Linked DNA regions of Sus scrofa: region 2 is linked to region 1. Evidence: chromatin contacts called from public HiChIP or PLAC-seq data. All regions are on one chromosome and are shown on one strand. Each heading gives the region's core, a stretch centred on a gene start, on an enhancer-like site or on the middle of the called end of the contact. The rest is flanking DNA. Distances are from core to core; before and after follow the strand shown. Region 1 has its middle 8.9 kb from the start of IL13RA1. Region 2 overlaps IL13RA1 (interleukin 13 receptor subunit alpha 1).

Region 1 (4,501 bases), core at 709-3,208:
ATGCTTCCATGTGGAAAGAAAGTTTCATGGGTTTTCTTGTATTTCCACTCAGTAAGTACTTAATGAAAATCAAAGCTCTGGAACGGATCTTTTTGTTTTGTTGAGATCTAATTTACTCATGTAAAGTGAATTCAGGGAGTTCCCACCACGGCGCAGCGGATACGAATCTGACTAGTATCCATGAGGATGTGGGTTCGATCCCTGGCCTTTCTCAGGGGGTTGAGGATCTGTCGTTAGCTTGGGAACCTCCATATGCTACGGATTTGGTCCTAAAGAGACAAAAAAAAAAAAAAAAGTGCTGAGATCAAAAACCTTGAGAGCCACTGGTCTAGAACATACTAGGAGAGGTAAAATCCCCTCACCGTCACTTCAAATCAGACATTCACCTGACTACTAAAATTAGAAGACCCTCGCTCCCATTTTTCTCCCCTCTCCCTCCCTCTCTCTCCTCCATTCCTTTTCCTAGTATTTCCTAAAACTCTCTCACCTCCCTAGATGTGTTGCACCCTGCACCTCAGTCTCCAGCCTATGTTTATCTCACCTTCTACTCAAGATCTTTTCTGTGGTTTGCAAGAAATTAAATTGCTCCTGTTTCCATGCTGGCAGTAGCCCTCTCTTCAATGAAGACAGATACAATACATTATATACGGTTTGTTTTTTCAGAACTTCCCAATCACAGAGAGGCATTTTGTTATTGTACATGCTAACAGGGATGCATTTCATCTACATTGTAAGTTGAAATTGCATTTTGTAACAAAGCAGTTTCAAAAAATACCACCAGCGTCTACTTACAGTTTATTGTGAAGAATCAAAGTGTATGCTTAATGGTCATCAAAAGATGAGACTCTCCTATCTGTGTGAGGCCCATGCAAAATATGGATGTTCGGAGTTCCCGTCGTGGTGCGGCGGAAATGAATCCGACCAGAAACCCTGAGGTTGTGGGTTCGACCCCTGGCCTCGCTCAGTGGGTTGAGGATGCGGCATTGCCATGAGCTGTGGTGTAGGTTGCAAACATGGCTCGGATCCCACGTTGCTGTGGCTCTGGCGTAGGCCTGTGGCTACATCTCTGATGAGACCCCTGGCCTGGGAACCTCCATATGCCGTGGGTGTGGCCCTAAGAAGACAAAAGACAAAAAAATATATATATGGATGTTCAGCACCTCTGTTTACTTCAAGCCAAGTAGGGAAACCACCAGAGAACAGAAAAACACCCTAAACTCCAGCAAGTTCCAGTGTTCCTCCAGTGACACAGTCTCTCTTGGAAAAAAATGTCATGCTACAAAGGACACAGAAAAAGCAAAGATTTGAAGTAAGTGGAGTAAGGAATCATCATGGCAAATAAATATCAGATTAGCAGAGGGCTTCCTTTTTGGTCTGGTGAGTTTTTGCTTTTTGGAAACATGCGTTGCTTTCTCCAAGCAGCACATACACACACACACGCAAAATACATAACTTGATAAATTTAGTTGCAGTGCTGTCACAACAATGATGTCAAAATTTTCCTCTGACCGCAGTGTGTTTGAGTACAAATGGTTCCTCTTTCCAGGCTTAGTACATATACAAATCCCTAGTGAGGTGACACCCACTCTCCCACAGCAGGGCCCCTTCCTGAGAGTGGACAGCGAGGATCTGGCCAAGGAGCTAAGAATTAAACTGTGTCCTAGCTGGCAAGTTCTCTGGCCTTGCACCCACGTCACAGAAACCGATGATCCCGGCGGATCCAGTGTCACCGTGGCCAGCCTAGAGGGACACGCAGATTCGGCCACGTGTTGGGCGGTACCTTTGTCAGCCTGTGGAATGGGGATCAGAGGACAAGGCACCGCTGTCTCACCTCCTGCCCCCGCTGTGCCCCAGATCCCCTGCACAGCGTCCCGTGTCCGAAGGGGCTTCACTACTGTGGCTTGAACATGGAGCTGGCCTGGGGAAGAAAGGGTGAACGGAACCAGGAAATCAACTGGTAAAGGAGAAATGAAAGAAAAGCGACTGAGAACAAATGGGATATTGTCAGCAGAAAGGAGAACTACAGAAGCGGAACAGCAAGACAGAAGGGAACCCTAAAGATGAAAGGGTACTAGAACTTCTAATAATAGTCCCCATTTAGTAGTGCCTACTATGTGTTAGGTACTGGAGAGACATTTTATGTAAGTTTCTTCATCTCATTTAATCCTTACAACAAACCCTGTGGTAGGTACTAGTCTTATGCATATTTTATGAGAGATAAAGCAAGCTCTTACAATGAAAAAGATCCCCCCTCTCCCCCCTGCCTCCACATACAACGTTTAAAAGAACTCAAGAGAGGAGAGGATAGGAGTTCCCGTCGTGGCACAGTGGTTAACGAGTCTGACTAGGAACCATGAGGTTGCGGGTTCGATCCCTGGCCTTGCTCAGTGGGTTAAGGATCTGGCGTTGCTGTGAGCTGTGGTGTAGGTCGCAGATGCAGCTGAGATCCCGCGTTGCTGTGGCTCTGGCCTAGGCCGGTGGCTACAGCTCCTATTAGCCTACGATTTCCCCTAGCCTGGGAACCTCCATATGCCATGGGAGTGGCCCTAGAAAAGGCAAAAAGACAAAAAAAAAAAAAAAAAAGAAAGAAAGAAAAGAGAGAGGAGAGGATAAAAAAAAATAGAGACAAAAGGGAGTTCCCACTGAGGCACAGTGGGTTAAGGATCCAACTGCTGCAGCTTGGGTTGCTGCAGATCTGTGGGTTTGATCCCCAGCCCGGTGCAGTGGGTTAAAGGATCCAGTGTTGCTGCAGCTGGAGTGTAGGTCGGAGCTGCAGCTAGGATTCAGTCCCTGGCCTAAGAATTTCCATACACCGTGGGTGCAGCCATAAACAACAAAAAAGATACAGAAAAAAAAAGTGGACCAACAGAAAGCACAAAATCAGATGGTAGAAATAAGGATAGTAGACATACTAGAACTGAGTTCTACAGTTAAAAGATGGCGATTGCCTATCAGATAGGAAAAAAAACAAATTTGCACTATATATTGTTCCCAAGAGCTCATCTAAAACTTCACGGCAGAGATAGGAAAGGAAGGATGTGGGAAAACAGTGTCTGGCACACCCTAAGCAAAAGAAAGCTTATGAAGTTATGCTAATACTAGTTGAAATAGACCTTGAGGCCAAAGCATTTGTAGATTCATGGAAGTTATTTCATAATGATTAATGACTTGCTTCACTATGAAGCGCTAACAATTCTAGATATGCATGCATCTGAAGAAACGCCTTAAAAATACACGTACATAAAGTGGAAATCAACAGAATTCTAAGGAGAACTGAACAAACCCACCATCAGAGTATCACAGTGGGAGAGTCCAACACACCTCAGTAACTGAGAAATCCAACAGGAAAAAAAGCAAACTCAGCAAGTGCATGGATCTGACCAACACGATCCACAAACTTGATTCAGCAGATACATGTAGAACACTGGACCCCATAATTGGAGAATTGTCCTGCAGACACTCGTGGGACATTTACAAAAATAAACTGTACGTTGTGTCATAAAGCAAACTCATCAAATCCGCAAGGCTGGGAAGTAAGGATGCAGAGAAGCTAAGTGATGGGCCTTTGCTTCTGTGGCTGAGACGCAGGGAGGCTGGGCCTGCGTGCACACAGCTATGGCTCAGCGCCAAGGATGCTGCAGTCATTCCGCTTTAAGTAGCACAGAGCTAGAAAGGGCAATCCAGGTAAAGGGCTGTGGGTGAGATGGCGTGATGATTCAGAAACTAAATTGGGACGGGGTTTGCTGCTCCCCCAGCCTCCCCCACACCTGGTGTTCTCCAAGTGAAAAGTGAGACCTCCATTCCTCTCGCCCAGGGTCCAACAGCCAGATAGGCAAAGTGACCTCTGGCGATGTGCAAATGAGAGCATTGATTCCTAGGGCAGTGTCATAGCTATGCAAAGAGCCCCTTTAGCAGGGAGGCACCTTGGATGGAGGGGACCACTAAGAGGCAAGAGGGACTGGAGGTTTCTGGGTTCAAATGTCAATACAAATTACCCTACACTTTCAAGACAAACAATGGGGACTTTTCAGGGCAAGAAGGCACAGAAGGCTGACATGCAAACGATGCATTTGAATCTTTAACCTAGAGTCCTGAGTGGGGAGGCAGGAGCACTTTCAGGGCCATTGAAGGCTGCACTTGACCCTGTGCAGAGAGGGGACAGGGCCTAGATGGGGTGTTAGATCCAGGATGGAGAGGGTGCAGTGAAAAGTTTGCAGGGATCCAAGCTGGGTGCTGGGGTAGCGACCCCAAGGAGAGTACCCCAACCTGGGGCCCAAGGAGGAGCCCTGGATGCCAATGAGGATGCACAGTGGCCCTTCCTCCAAAGTGTAAGAAAGCAGAACAGGGCCAGTTCCAGAGAGGGAGGGCTTGCAGCCTGAAGGGAGAGAGGCCAGGGAGTGGCTGAGGGGGAAATTGAATGCTTTCAAGGGGAGCGAGAGACAGTTAGGGGTGCCAGGGCCCAGGGGCCCGCTCTTCACAGCACAGTGCCCCGCATCCTTTG
Region 2 (4,961 bases), core at 1,358-3,857, 58 kb after region 1:
CACCTAGCAGAGCTAGGATCCAAACAAAACCAACAGGTGTTAGAGCTGGGATCTGAACCCAGGCATCCTGATCCTCCGGTCCACACTTTTAGCCCATCATATCATATAATTCGTTTTAATAAAATGTTCATATTTATTTTATTTGAGTTTAACAGATGAGAAAGAAACAGATGGAGCTGAAGGGATTTCTGAACTTTTGACAGACTGTAAAATAATTGTTAATGATTATTGAAAAAAGCAATGTTTCTACATGTTTTTCCCATTCTCTCCCCATTTTTTCTTTCTGCTTTTTTTAGGGCCGCACCTGTGGCATATGGAGGTTTCCAGGCTAGGGGTCTAACAGAGCTGTAGCTGCCAGCCACAGCCACAGCCACACCAGATCCGCCAGCCACAGCCACACCAGATCCTTAACCCACTGAGCGAGGCCAGGGATCAAACCTGCAACCTCATGGTTCCTAGTCAGATTCGTTTCTGCTGCACCACAGCAGGAACTCCCTTCTCCCCATTCTTAAAGTTGTCCATCCATTATCTGCATTTTCAAGCATAAGGCCATTATATACTGTATTGCCTCCCTTATAGCCCCCCCCCCTTTTTCTGCTTCTTATGGCCACGCCCGCAGCATATGGAAATTCCCAGGCTAAAGGCTGAATCGGAGCTGTAGCTGCCAGCCTGTGCCACAGCCACAGCAACATTGGATCTAAGCCATGTCTGCAACCTACATCACAGCTCACAGCAACGCCAGATCCTTAACCCACTGAGCGAGGCCAGGGATTGAACCCGCATCCTCATGGATACTAGTCAGGTTCATAACCTGATGAGCCACAAGAGGAACTCCCCCTTATAGTCCTCTTTAGTCTTATTTCTGTATGGGTATGTATTTGATGCTAACTCCCAATCTTTATGTTGACATCTCTCCAGTCATTTTGGTTTTTGGAAGCTCCAAAAGTTTTTTCAGTCCTGGTGACTCAGTGGGTTAAGGATCTGGCATTGTCACTGCAGCAGCGACCCAAGCGTCATGGGTTTGATCTATGGCCCAAGAACTTCCATATGCTGGGGGCATGGCCAAAATAAATAAATAAAAATAAGTTTTCTCAGGAAGGATTCATGGGACAAACATTTCCTGAAATATTTATGCATTGGTGGAGTTTCCTGCATTAATAATTGCAAGTCATTTTAGCTAGATATAAAATCCCTGACTTGCATGTTCTTGCCTTGGATATCTTAAATATGTCATCAGTTTTATTCTGGAATAAAATGTCAAAGTCTGCTGACAGTATTACATTCTTCCCAGATTAAAACACTTGGTCTTTTTTGCCTGGTTATCAGAAGATTTTTTTCCTTCAAAGTCTGATGATTTTACTAAAAAATGTCTCCGTGTTGGTAATTCTGCACTGATTTTTCCAATGCATATAGTGTGCCTTTTCAGTATGGAGTTTCAAATCTTTTTTTTTTTTTTTTTTTTTTTTTTTTTTTTTTTTTTTAGTTTCGGTAAAAATGTGTTCACTTCCAGGCTTCATTTTTCTGTTCCCTTCTTTTCTTCCTTTCTTTTCTTTTGCCTTCTCGGGCCGCACCCACATCACATGGAGGTTCCCAGGCTAGGGGTCGAATCAGAGCTGTAGCTGCCGGCCTACATACACCACAGCCACAGCAACACGGGATCTGAGCCGCATCTGTGACCTACACCACAGCTCATGGCAACGCCGGATCCCTGACCCAGGAATCAAACACGCATCCTCATGGATACTGGTCAGACTCGTTTCCGCTACGCCACAACAGCAACTACTCTGTTCCCTTATTTCCTTTGCTTGTCTTCTATATTTGTCACATCCTCTTGAAAAAATTTCATCCACCTTCATTTCTTTTAAGTTAAAAAAATTCCCCCTTTCATCTTCTGTTTCTCTTAAGGTACTATCTGTGTGTTTATTTGCCCCTGTGTTTCCTCTGGCTAGTCTTCATTTCTGAAAGGATTATTTTCTTTTACTTCTAATTCTTTCTTGAGTTTTGCCATGTCATTTCTGAGTTGTTCTTATTCTGCATTTTTAATATTCTTCCATATCATGCACATTTTCCCACATCATATAACTCTTTTCTTAATCTACTTTAGCTAGTTTTGAAATATTAGATTATAATTTTTGTATGCATTTTTTTGTGGCCAGCTTTTTGGCATGTTTTAATTCTGTAAGAATACTATTCTATTGCTTATTTTTACATGAAATTAGTTTCCCAGAAGTTTTAGAAGGAGTCTTGATTTAGGACTTTTTTTTTTCTAATTTCATGGCCGTGGAGTTCCATCTTCTGTTATTTTTGACCTTTTTTCAGAATTGTAGTGAATTCCTTTCTGACCTCCTCTACTTTTATCTGGACTTTCTATTTTGTCTGTCTTGTCTCTGTTCCAGCCAGTGTGGAGTCTGTTTCCACCATTTTCTCTTCAGAGTGGGACTTTGCCCAGGAAGGGAGCTTTGGATGGTCTCGAGAGCTCATAGCGCCCAGGTGGCTCCCAGGCTATTCCGTGGACTCCTTGCTCTTGGTCACTCTTTGACGGTGCAAACCTCTGCCAGTCTGACTCATTGTTCATAAGTCAGCCTGCTGAGGTTTGAGTGAGTCATTTTAGAGTTCTCAGATCTACCAGATGCCCTGCTGATTTCCTCTCCATACTCTCCCATAGCTAATGCCGTTTTGCTCCTGAAGCCTCTCTGATTTGTCACCACCTACTCATATTTCAGGGCTCACGGGGGCCTCACTTTCATCTGGCTTTGTTGCAGATTGTTTCGTGGATTTTGGTTTTGCTTTCCTACTTAGGCTTCCTACTTGTGGTTTTTATTGTGGCATTTGGGGAGATTCAAAAACTCTGCTGCTGAGAGTTCCTGTTGTGGCCCAGTGGTTAACGAATCTGACTAGCATCCATGAGGACATAGGTTCGATCCCTGGCCTCGCTTGGTGGGTTAAGGATCCGGCGTTGCCTGTGAGCTGTGGTGTAGGTCGCAGTCGTGGCTCGGATCCCGCATGGCTGTGGCTGTGGTGTAGGCCGGTGGCTGCAACTCCGATTAGACCCCTAGCCTGGGAACCTCCATATGCCACTCTGCTGCCAAGCACCACCTTCCTCATGGGATTTCTCTGTAAACCACAGATCTTGGGCCAACTCCTGCCCACCAGTTGTTTGTGTACAGGCCGTAAGCTGCAAATCGTGTTTATACTTGTAAGTAGTTAAAAACATCGGAGGAAGAAAATTATATTAAATTTAAATTTCAGTGTCCATAAAGATAGTTTGGTTGGAACACAGACATGCCTGTTCATTTATACATTGTCTGTGGCTGCTTTCATGCTGCAGCAGCAGAGTTGAGTTATTGGGACAGAGACCGCATGGTCTTAAAGCTGAAAATATTTCTTAGCTGGCCATTTACAGAAAAAGTTCCCCAACCCTGGTCCTCTAAGACCCTTTTTAATGGCTAAATAGTATCATACTTTGTAAATACATCACGATGTACTTAACCAAGTCCCTATTATCAGGCATTTAGATGAATTCTAAAATTTCATTATTTAGGCATCATTTCACAGCTAATATATTAGCATGTATATATTTCACTACTTTCTTGGGATATTGTTACAGGTAAGATTGCTAGATTAAAGGCGATTATGTGCATTTTAAACTCTTTGATTGCTATTGACAAATTGTCATCCAGAAAGGATATACAGGGTAAATGTCTATTAAGGATACTGGCTAAGTAAGTTATGGTACAATTATGCAATGAAATATTATACAGAGGTTAAAGAGAATGAGGTACACCTATTCTACTGATGTATAAAAATTATATGCTGACAAATTAAACATATATAGGGTATGATTCCTTCATATTAAGGAAATGGTGGCATTAGAATATGCACACACTTAAACTTGTCACAAGAAGCCTTGATTACAACTAGGTTATACTGACTTAAATAGCAACCAGTACTGTGTCTGAATGGTTGTTTGGCGATGGTTTTGCCCACATGAATGTATCTAATTTAAAAAAAAAATTCTTCTCAATGCTATAGATGAGAAAAGGGCATCTTGTTTTAATTTTACATATCAAATATCATCTTTTTTCACATGTTTATTGGCTCGAATGAATTATTTTGCAAAATTCTTGTTCATTGTCCATTTTTCCCCACAATATTCATCTTTTCCCTGGTGGTTTGTAAAGCTCTCTTAATATATCAGTTATTAGTCCTTTGGCTTGTCATCAGCGTTTGCCTTTGTATAGTATTTAGGGTGATTAATGATGTACAGAAGTTTTTTTTTTCTTTTTATGCACTCAAATCTTCCTTTTTATATGTAGAAAACCCTTTCCTACTGCAGATTTATATAATTGTTGCCTAATATATTTTTCCAGGACTTAATTAGATTTTGTTTTTTATATATAGGTCTTTAGTCCGTAGGGGGTTTATCCATGTAGGCTGTGAGATAGGGTTTAACTTTATTTATTCCCTGATCCTATACCCTGGCAATCACTAATCTGTTTTCTGTCCCTAAAGTTTTGCCTTTTCCAGAATGTCATGTGAATGGAATCATGCAATACATCAATTTTTGAGTCTGGCCTCTTTCACTTAGCATAACGTTTAAGATACACCCATATTGTTGCACGTATTACTAGCTCCTTGCTTTTTCTTGCTGATTAGAATTCCATGATATGGCTGTACCCCAGTTTATTTAAGCATTCACGCGATCAAGGACATTGCAGTTGTTTCCCGTTGGAGGTTTTCATGAATAAAGCTGCTATAAACATTCATGTAGATGTCTTCGTGTGGACATGTTTTCATTTCTCTTGGGTTTGTACCTGGGGTTGAGATTTCTGAGTCATGCCGGTAAATATATATTTGATTTGATAAGAAACTGTCAGACTCTTTTCCATAGCAGCTGTACTATCTTACATTTCTACCAACAATATACGAGAGATCTGGTTATTCTGCATCCTTATCCGCAC

The links. HiChIP or PLAC-seq counts read pairs in DNA pulled down with a chosen protein or histone mark.
Region 2: a contact with region 1 is called in an H3K27ac HiChIP or PLAC-seq map of alveolar macrophages. The contact joins two enhancer-like sites. A contact is called at or near these places in 1 of 5 promoter capture datasets (liver), 2 of 47 Hi-C or Micro-C datasets (embryonic fibroblasts and heart right ventricle) and 1 of 2 datasets of contacts at active chromatin or transcription factors (alveolar macrophages).

What each region holds. Positions count from the first base shown.
Region 1 is chrX:97,289,778-97,294,278 of Sscrofa11.1, forward strand. No RefSeq gene overlaps it. Among named protein-coding and RNA genes, the nearest start is that of IL13RA1, 8.9 kb to the right of the region's middle. Within about 2 kb of position 1,959, at least 10 of the 83 cell types and tissues checked have an H3K27ac peak or open chromatin away from gene starts, as enhancers often do. A contact at or near this core is called in alveolar macrophages, where this site is marked.
Region 2 is chrX:97,347,209-97,352,169 of Sscrofa11.1, forward strand. The region is part of intron 10 of IL13RA1 (interleukin 13 receptor subunit alpha 1); the gene reads left to right. Among named protein-coding and RNA genes, the nearest start is that of ZCCHC12, 30 kb to the right of the region's middle. Within about 2 kb of position 2,608, at least 7 of the 83 cell types and tissues checked have an H3K27ac peak or open chromatin away from gene starts, as enhancers often do. A contact at or near this core is called in alveolar macrophages, where this site is marked.